Regions from separate parts of the Rattus norvegicus genome. Here region 1 is linked to region 2. A link is a contact called in public Hi-C data. All regions are on one chromosome and are shown on one strand. The core of a region is the stretch at or near the end of the contact, and the rest is flanking DNA. Distances in the headings are between cores, read along the strand shown.

Region 1 (4,792 bases), core at 1,959-4,458, 170 kb before region 2:
TAAATCACAGCATTTGGGAGACAGTGGATCACAGTGAGTTTGGGGCCAGCCTGGGTTACATAGTAAGAAAAGAAAAAGAGAAAGGGACTACCATCTAATACGGTAGAATATTCTTGAAATTCACATACTCAGAGGCCGAGGCAGGGAAAGAGTGATTTTGAGGCTAATCAAAGATACATATGTGACCTGGTTTTTAAAAAAAAATCCAAAAAAGGGATGCAAATATGAAATTTTATTCAACAGGTGATTATCACTGTCTCCTTTGTAGGGTTTCTATAATGAGATGTAAAATGAGTGAATATTGGTTAGCTCTTAGAAAATAATCTTTAAAAAATCCCCCTTTCAGTAAATCTTAATCCTACACATTCCTTAATGCTCAATGTAGTGCCAGTCCCTACAAATCCTTCCTTGATTATGTTCCCCCACTCCGAAAGAAATCTTGCCCCTCTAGGTATTTTCCTCTCTGAACTGCATATAAGAAGTGCTGGTTAGGGCTGGAGAGATGGTTCAGTGGTCAAGAGTGCTGCTTGCACACACACACACACACACACACACACACACACACACACGTATATACAGGGAGCAGCACTATTAGGAGGCATGGCCTTGTAGGAGGAAGTGTCACTGGAGTTGGGCGTTGAGGTTTCAGACGCTCAAGCCAGGTCCACTGTCACTCTCTCTTCCTGTTGCCTGCCAATCTGGATGTAGAATTCTCAACTACTCCTCCAGCACGTCTGCCATGCTTCCTAACATGATGATAATGGACTAAACCTCTGAATCTGTAAGCCGGCTCCCATTAAATGTTTTCCTTGGTTACGTTGTATCTTCACAGCACTAGAAAGACTAAGTAAGACAGAAGACAGAGACTCTAGGAGCCAGAGTTGGGATACATTATTACATCTTTCTGGGCATTCCCCTAATCATCTCTGGAGGGATGACTCCTCACAGGCTGTTGTGAGGAACTCCACTCTTTCCATTATGCCTATCACACTTAGTGGGCACTCCACAGACAGTGCCCTTCCTTGTATACGGAGACAATGCTGTCTCAGTGTAAGCACAGATTTCACTTAACATGTCCTGTTCAGAATCGTACAAATACCAACCATGTAGAAGCAAAAAGAACTGATTTTCAAAAGCATGCTGCCATACAGGTGGCCATTTGTGACTCACACATTCTACTTACTAGACTGGTTACCCAACATCTTTTGCTTTTGTATAAAAGAAAAGGTCCGGGGATTTAGCTCAGTGGTAGAGCGTTTGCCTAGGAAGCACAAGGCCCTGGGTTCGGTCCCCAGCTCCGAAAAAAAGAAAAAAGAGAGAGAGAGAGAAAAAAAAAGAAAACAAAAGGTCCTTCAACAAGAATTTGATTATAAAAATTGAGCCCTAAAATACATTATAATTTAACTACATTCTTATTTTAAATTGGTTGTTCTAAATGTAAGAATTTAGGAAGATAATGAGAATTTCCACTGAAACTGATTTTTGTTTTTCTCTGCATAGTTTTTTTTAATTGACGGTTAATACTTTTAAAACAATCATGGGGTAGGGGACTGGAGAGATGGCTCAGTTGTTAAGAGCACTGACTGCTCTAACCAGAGGACCTGTGTTCAATTCTCAGCAACCACATGGCAGTTCACAATTGTCTGTAACACAGGTGTACATGCAGGCACACAAGCATAAAAGCCAATGCACATAAAATAAAACAAATTAATGAAAAAAAAATCATGGTCTCTAGAAGGAAACTAAGTTTTAAGAGCAAGGCTGACTATTGTGGTCTGTTTTTCTTGCTTTGATTTCTTAAACTATCCTAAATTATCCCAAATATAGGAATGACTTTTTTTCCCCCAAGGCAGGGTTTCTTTGTATAGCCCTGGCTGTCCTGGAACTTGATCTGAAGACTAGGCTGGCCTCTGCCCACTGAGTGCTGGGAGTAAATGCATAGTCAGCCTTGCTACTATCTAGGTTGTTGAGGCTCTGCACGGTAAGGCTCGCACTTTAAATCAGAAACATAAAATCCTAATTTTTTTCAGGTTTTCCCCTACATAACCTAAATTACACAAATGACCAAGGTGACAAAATGCAATGATGAGAAGTGGCTTTGTTTTCCAATACCCCCTTTAAAAAATAAAAATAAAAAAAGCCCAAATCAAGACGGATTTCCACTTTCTTGAGTTCAAAGGTGAAAATCATGTACGCTGTCGTCCTGATTGAGGAGGCAGAAACTGGGGTCAACTCGGTGGTATTTCGTTATTAGATTGAGGGAGAGAGTTTTTTATACAGGGAGAAAGGAACAGGCAGAGGAAGGCCATGTTAGCTTGGCCGCTGCCAGTGGCTGGTGAGGAACGTGCTTGCTCTGCTAGGAGTTTGGACACAGCCCGGTTTTGTGCAGGGTGGGAGCGGGAAGCCTCTTCCCCACCCTGGCCTGCGAGCGGACTGCTTTCACGTAGCGGGGACCGGCTTGTGGGAGAAGGCGTTCCTGCTATGCACTCTGCCTCCCAATCCGCTCGGCGACAGCGCCACCGGGTGCAGTAGCTGTGGCTACTGAAGCTCGTGGTCTCCCGGGTCCGCCACAGGGTCGCGGTCTCCTAACCCAGGACAGTACCCTGGCTGAAGCCGTGGCCGCCATCTTTGACCCGGGCACGGCCTATGCGGCCGCCCGCCCGCGAACCACACCTCCGCGTGGGGCCCCTTGCCACTCACCCGCGGCCTCACTGGACTCTGGCCCGGTACGGCTGGAGTCGCCGAACATGGTGAGGCTGAGGTTGCTCAAGCGCTGACGAACAGGGTCCGGCAGCTCCATGTCTGGCCTGCCCGGGCCTATCCCCTCACGTTCCCGCTAGTGGGCCAGCTCAGCGGCGCGTGGCGGTTCCCTTGGCAACAGGGCTGTGCTGGCCGCTGGGGACCTGGTTCCTGGGCTGCCCGGCGCGGAACAGAGTCCTCCAGAGCCTTCTCCGCGGAGAGGCGAGCGGGAGCCACCGGCCCGCTGCCGAATGTGGCCTAGTGCTGCTGAAAATGGAGGGTTCCTCCGTCTTGCTTTAAAGCTGCAGCGTCTTAAGATGATCACAAGTAATAAGCCATTTGGTCCTGAGCTGAGCCACAAGGAGCTCTCACACCAAGGCAGTTTTTCCGTAAAATTGGTGCGCCATTTCTAGAGGGAAATGGAAAAGAAACATAAATCTTAAAGAATGCGCTTGACCCAGTAGGTTCCTTTCTATCGGTACATAAAATCTGGAGTAAGGCCAGGGTGGATGAGACAAGCAAACCTGCTTCAGAAGACAGGAAAATAACTCAAAAGTATTGAGAGCAGTTGTTTCTGGAATATGGGTGACTTAAAAACTAAAAACATCAGCCGTTCCCTGCTCTCCCTTAAGATGTATCATTTTAGCACTCAGGCAGAGACAGGAGATCAGGCTAGCCTGGACTACATTGCAAAATCCTTAAAACCCAGAACAAACCGTAATAGCCATATAAAGAAAAGCACAATCGGATGTACCAGCACCCAAGTCAGTCAACCGTATCAGCATCTCCAGGAGCTACGTTTTCTCAGTTGCTTATGAAGCAACTTTATAGTACACTAATCGCACACTGAAGTTTAAAAAGAAAATCTGACTTTGATGTCAACATTTGTATGAATCTTCTTTTTATTTTATGATCACACCAAGTTTGTCTATGTTGATAAGTTTCTGTGTAGTTTCTACGTAGGAGCAGTTATGACAGGTGCCACTGTTGGTGAAAATGCTTGTTGGTAAGCATATGTTTATGTTGAGTATAACATACACCTTTTTGTCAAGTGTAACATTCACGTTTATGTTGAGAGTGTGCCGGAGAAGTGCTGAGTGGAGTGGTGTGTAAGACCGATTTTATTGGGATCTACGAACACATTCCCAAAGAGGTTTCATCAGACTCTCCCACCTCCAGCTATATTTGAACGTCCCTGTTATTTCATGAGTGTGGGCTTATATTCCACCCTAACCTTTTCATCTTTCTGGTGAAGGGCGGTGGGTCTGCAGATGTCTCAGCGGTTACCAACACTCACTGCTCTTGCAGAGGACCCCGGTTCATTTCCCTTTACCCACATGGTGGCTCACGTCTGTAACTCCATCAGAAACCTCGTTCCCAAAGGGAGTGAGAAAGGATTTATTCTGAGCTAACTATGAGTCCCCAAAGCGGGAAAGATAGATTCAGGTTATCCAGGTAATCTGTTCCGCCATCAAAGTGGCAATATGAATTTGTATTACTAGAGGGTGCAAGATAGCCATAAATCAATGCGTCTACTAAATCCATTAGTGAGGACACCAGGTAGGCAGGTCACAGCAAGGCAGGGACACCTTTGCCATAGGTCTCAAATGCTGTATGAGGGTATAATAGCTTTGGGTTGGTGGATTGGTGAAAGCCACAATCGGCTAACCTAACAGATTCCAAAGGTGTTTTCTGAATGGAATGATCAGATACAGAGGCAAGTGGTAAATGGATATCAAGAGGACTGAAGAGAGCCTAAGATAATTTCGTCCTTTGATCTGTAACATTCTAACCAACAATTACAGAAGCTCGGAATCTTTAATAAAGGCGTGTTTTTCCCAAGAAGCTTTAGGTCACACAGTCAAAAGGAAAATTCACATACATGAATGTCAAGAGGAAGAAATGGAAGGAAATGGCTTTGTAGCTGGGTTTTAGAAGGGATTCAAAATATGTTTATTAAGACATCTAGCCCAGTGAGACTCATGGAGTCAAACGAGACACAAAGTTATAGTTTTATAATGAGAAGTCTGGAATTTTGGCTTATTTTAAAAAC
Region 2 (4,708 bases), core at 720-3,219:
GAGTCTAAAAAACCCTGATTATCATGTGAGTTCTTAGATTTAGATGAACATAGTTTATGACCACTTCTATAAATTATCCATTGAAAAGGTCTATACACACAATACCTATTAACGAAGGAGAACATATTACTTAGATCATAATGGCATAATGATATAGAGTCTGAGAACTCTATAATGTATATAAAATAAGAATACATCGTTTTGCTTGAATTAAGACTGTAGCAAAACAAGCGATATCTGCCCCATTTGCTATAAGATGTACTTTTTCTTAGACAACTCTCTTTTCCTGAGAGTCGAAATGGAATTAGGTACTGGGTTCAAGCCTCCCCTCTGTGTCTCCTGGGTGTATACCATCCGACTCATGCTTCCTACTCTATACATCGGTCTCACAACCTCCTCTTTTCCCCTCCTCCAAAGCATCCTCCCCAGAACACCAAAAATTTTAAAGTCAGTTTAACAAATTTGCCTCCAACTTTAATACAGCTAGGAAGTAGCCTGAAAAGAATGTGTATTTTGCCTTTTCCACACTTGCTTCCACCTCCTTCCTTCCCAAACTCTGCTGAGGATCTCATTCCTTGCTGAGGAATTGCTGAGTTTTACTTTTTTGACCATTCCCTCTCAGCTCCCCCTCTTTTCTTCTCCTCTCCCCTCCCCTTTCCTTTCCCTGCCCTCTTCTGTCTCCCCCACTCCCCTTCTCTCTCATACCCTCCCACCCCTTTCTTAGGCACATCCGTAGGCCCATTCTCAGTTAATCTGACTTTACTGTTAAGTCCTGAAAAGTTGTAATTTTATCCTTCGTTCTTTCTCTATATCCGAGGTCTGTGAAACGTCTAAGGCTGAAAGAAAATTTTTGTGTTTTTGGTACAGAATGGATGTTTCCTGCCCCTTGAGAAAGTATCTATAGCTTTCACAACCTCAAAATGGATCTTGTAGCCGGGCCGAGCTTCACGCCTGTGACGATAAGGGTGTACCTAAAACCCCAGCGATCTCAGTAACCTGGATGTTGAAGCAGGAAGATCATGAGTTCGAGGGTAACCTCTGGCATGTCAGCTGCCCGAGACTTTGACTCTTTTAATAGACGTAAACACCACTGCTCTCAAACTATTAAGTTGTTTTGTCCTCTCCCTAGCCTTTAACCACCATATAGCCAACCACTCCCTAATCCACCCACAGCTCATACCAGGGGATAATGAGACCTCAAAGGAACACGACAATGTAAGATTCAAAGAAATGCTGAGAATGAGAACAAGAAGAGACTGTACTGTAAACATTTTATGTCCAGCTCAGCCCTCCTTGAACCTGGGTCAGGAGCCTGGCAAGGTCAGGGGAAAAACTCGGAAAGAATTGAGTGAAATAAAGGCTGCGCGTGCAAAATCGCTGGCTGCTAGTGGCGCAGGAGAGGAGCACTCAGCTCGTGGGTGGGGATGGAAGAGAATAGGAGAGAAACCACAGCACCTCAATGTCCCTGGCAGCCGCTAGAGTCAGACTCCGCACGGTTCCTACAGCAGAAGCCAGAAACCCTGCCCTGCAGCCACGGTGCCTTTGACGGACAGCTACCTACAGCAATCGCTTTCCAGTTCACTATAAACATCCTTACTCTTCCCGCCTTCCGCTGTCCTCCCAACCATTCCAGGGAATGGGCGGGATTGTCCTTCGTGATTTACAATTTTTTTTTTTTTTTTTTAAGGAAAAGGGTAGACCCAGCGGGTTCCACCTCATGAAAAAAAACCCCTCGCGGTCTGGGGGTGGAGCCCTTGTGATCGGCATGAAGATCTACCAATGGGACGCACCTCCAGACTTAAGTCCCGCCCACAAAGGAGGCGGGGCTCCCTCAGATTCGGCCAATGGTGGCGGGGCGGACCGAGGTTGAGTCGCCGTGGGTAGGGTTAGTGTGAGAGGTGCGGCGGGGGAGGTAATGGTGGTGGTGGCGGCCGGGGAAGGCGGGGGAGGGGGATCTGGGCGCTGAGCCGCGGCTCTGGCAGGGCTTGCTAGGGCGGGCGGGCGATCGCAGGGCGCTCCGCCGGGGAGGGGGCGCTGCGCCGGGAGGGGGCGGGCGTCGTCCCCCCGGGAAGCTGCAGACCCCGGCTCCCGCAAAGGAGCGCCGCGCCGGGCTTCGCTGTTCCACGCGGCTCCAGCGGGGATGGAGGACTCGGTGGCGGCGGCTGCTTCTGAGGCGGCGGCGACCGAAGAGCTGCTCTAAGGAGGGGACAGCGGGATTAGAGGTGTGAGGAGGGCTTGGAGTGGACAGGCGGAGGGGTTGGGGTTCGGGGACAGAGGCTGGTATCTAACGGCAAGGTTTGGGTGACAGGGACCGCGGCTGGCAACGCCTGTCTGTGCGGAGGCAGGGGTCTGCACTCGGTGCGTGAGGAGATGAGGCTCAGGCCGGCTGTCCCTGATGGGGGAGGGAGGCACTGCACCCCGCACTGCCCGTTGGCCAGGCTGGTCATCGCTTCAAGCCCAGGCAGGAGTTTCCATTCCCCTCCTCCTGGCAGCCAAGGTGAAGGGGAAGCAAAGTGGCCTGGAGCTGGGACCTTGCCCTCCCTGTGCCGTGAGATTTCCCTCCACTCCTAGTTCTCCATCCATTTCCCTATCCTACTGAACCAGCATTTCTCCCTGCAACCCGGGTTGTTCTAAGCACACATTCTGAGGCTCAAGGCTATTAATTATCGACTGAAAAATAAAGTTTATTTAAAAAATACTCCACTCCTCCTAACTGGTGGTAGATATCAATCAGCATCACCGACTTTCCCGCCCTGTTCTCCCTGCGATGCTAGGTAGGGTAGGCAGGGCCCGACTGGCATCTCTCAATTGTTGGTGCTGACAACCTGGTGTGTTGCCGCCTGTTTTCAGTGTGATTTGTCATTTCTTCCCTGGTATCTTGCATCCTTGATGTTACTGGCTTTTGAGGCCGGTGTTTTGTTTCATTGTTTGAAAACCATGCAGATAACAGAGGTTGTTGCCGTCTTATCTAACACTTCTCATGCTTCTGTCCTCATATTCTTTCTCTTTTTGTCTGTGTTTTGCTTTTCAGTTCTCCAGAATCCACGTCATATATATAGCCCCTGAGGTGGAATGGTGATGTCTCCATGAGGGAACCTCCTCTCAGTCATCCTGTCCTGTACATCAACTGTTCTTGACTGGGCCGTTCATCTAAGATAGGATTGACCCTGTGAAACAGGGAGAAGACCTATGGACTCCAAGCGTCATCTCAAGTTATAGTTTTTTTTGTTGAAAGCACAGACATACATGCAGAGCGCTTGTGCTTTGGACCCTCTGCTGTATTAGAGCTGCTGTGCTGCTTCTGCTCCAGAGCTGTTCCAGTCTACTGACCTATCACCATGGCTTCAGTTTGGAAGCGACTGCAGCGTGTGGGAAAACACGCATCCAAGTTCCAGTTCGTGGCCTCCTACCAGGAGCTGATGGTTGAATGTACGAAGAAATGGTAAGATTGGCTTAGGGGTAGATTGAGGTCTTGTTGCCTAACCACCTTGAAGCTCGGACCGTGGGTCTTTTGTAGCCAGTTTGCCTTGCAGTGGTACACAGTGTGTAGAAACCGGGCAAGGTGCAGGCACTCTAACAAGTACTGTGTGTGTGCTGTTGCTGCTGGCACGGTCCCTGTGGATTTCAGTTACCCCGTTCCAGAGTGTCTCAGAGGACCGCAACCGAGAACACACCTAAGAAGCGTAGTTTGGTCTTCTGGTCATGTATCATTGGTGCGAGAATAACTTTTATTTTTATGACTTCAAAAAGAGAATGAGTGTGCATATATTTTAACGTGACACGTCTCAACATAGAAATTTTTATTCTATAGACTGGCTATAGAAAAGTTTTGTTTTGTTCTTTTTTTTTTTTTTTTTTTTGCTTAGAGAATTTTTCAGTATTTGAATAATGGAATGCCAGTGCACACACAACCTTAGACATTCTCTTGTGAAGTGCTTAGTCAGGCAACTGTATTTTCTCTTAATTGCCTAATGGGATACATTTCTTGGCAGGACTTGGGGAAGCAATTAGTAGCAGTGGTCTGTCATTTGCCTGTTCTCTTTCCATTTGAGGAAAGTAAATTTAGGGCTTTCTTTTACTGCTGGGAACGATAAGAAATGAGAATCCTTATATACTGAGGGGGAAAAAGGTGATCTTAAGTGTTTTGAATTTTGGTTTATTATAACGGCTAAGCACTATTACAAGGAAATAATTCCATTTCAAGGACTGTAACCTCACGCTGTCAGTAAGCTCACTTCCAGTGTCGTCTTCTTGCTAACGAAGACGGCTTGCACTGCCACCCCCCAAGCATTCTTAGTTTTGTCTTGAGTTTATAAGAAATGTTATTTTAAAGTCAATTCAAGAAATATATATTCATATATGTGTGTATCTGAATGTATGAAGTCTGCCTGGTTTATACACATATTGCTGGCTTAGAGACAGAAATGGCACCCTCCCTGCCCTCAAGCTGCTCATGGGCCCGCGTGAGAAAATGTACATAACTCTACGTTGTGATGGGTTCAGTGACGTAAATGTTTGTTCCCACCCAGCTGGATATCCCGGGGGATGTTCCTTCTGTAACTCAGCCCCCATGTGCAGAGTAATGGTACCACTTCATAGACGGTCAGATCGGTAGAGCAACGACATAGTAAATGCCCATGAAACGCTGGAGTTTATCTATAGGGTTCACAGAGTACAAATCAGTGACAGGACTGCTAGTAAGGGAGCA

Evidence for each region. A called contact is a pair of places that touch in the nucleus more often than the background predicts.
Region 1: a contact with region 2 is called in a Hi-C map of kidney, with 2.5 times the contacts expected there. The contact joins the promoter of Tmem17 here to the promoter of Ehbp1 in region 2. A contact is called at or near these places in 5 of 12 Hi-C or Micro-C datasets (Schwann cells, frontal cortex, kidney and 2 more) and 1 of 1 datasets of contacts at active chromatin or transcription factors (oligodendrocytes).

Annotation. Positions count from the first base shown.
Region 1 is chr14:100,718,088-100,722,879 of GRCr8, reverse strand. It overlaps Tmem17 (transmembrane protein 17), which reads right to left and starts at 3,208. Exons shown (of 4, transcript NM_001010961.2): 1 at 2,701-3,208. The coding sequence starts at 2,800. It overlaps Trnap-agg86 (transfer RNA proline (anticodon AGG) 86), which reads left to right and starts at 1,229; the gene lies at 1,229-1,303.
Region 2 is chr14:100,543,840-100,548,547 of GRCr8, reverse strand. It overlaps Ehbp1 (EH domain binding protein 1), which reads left to right and starts at 1,969. Exons shown (of 25, transcript NM_001305130.1): 1 at 1,969-2,222; 2 at 3,032-3,442. The coding sequence starts at 3,339.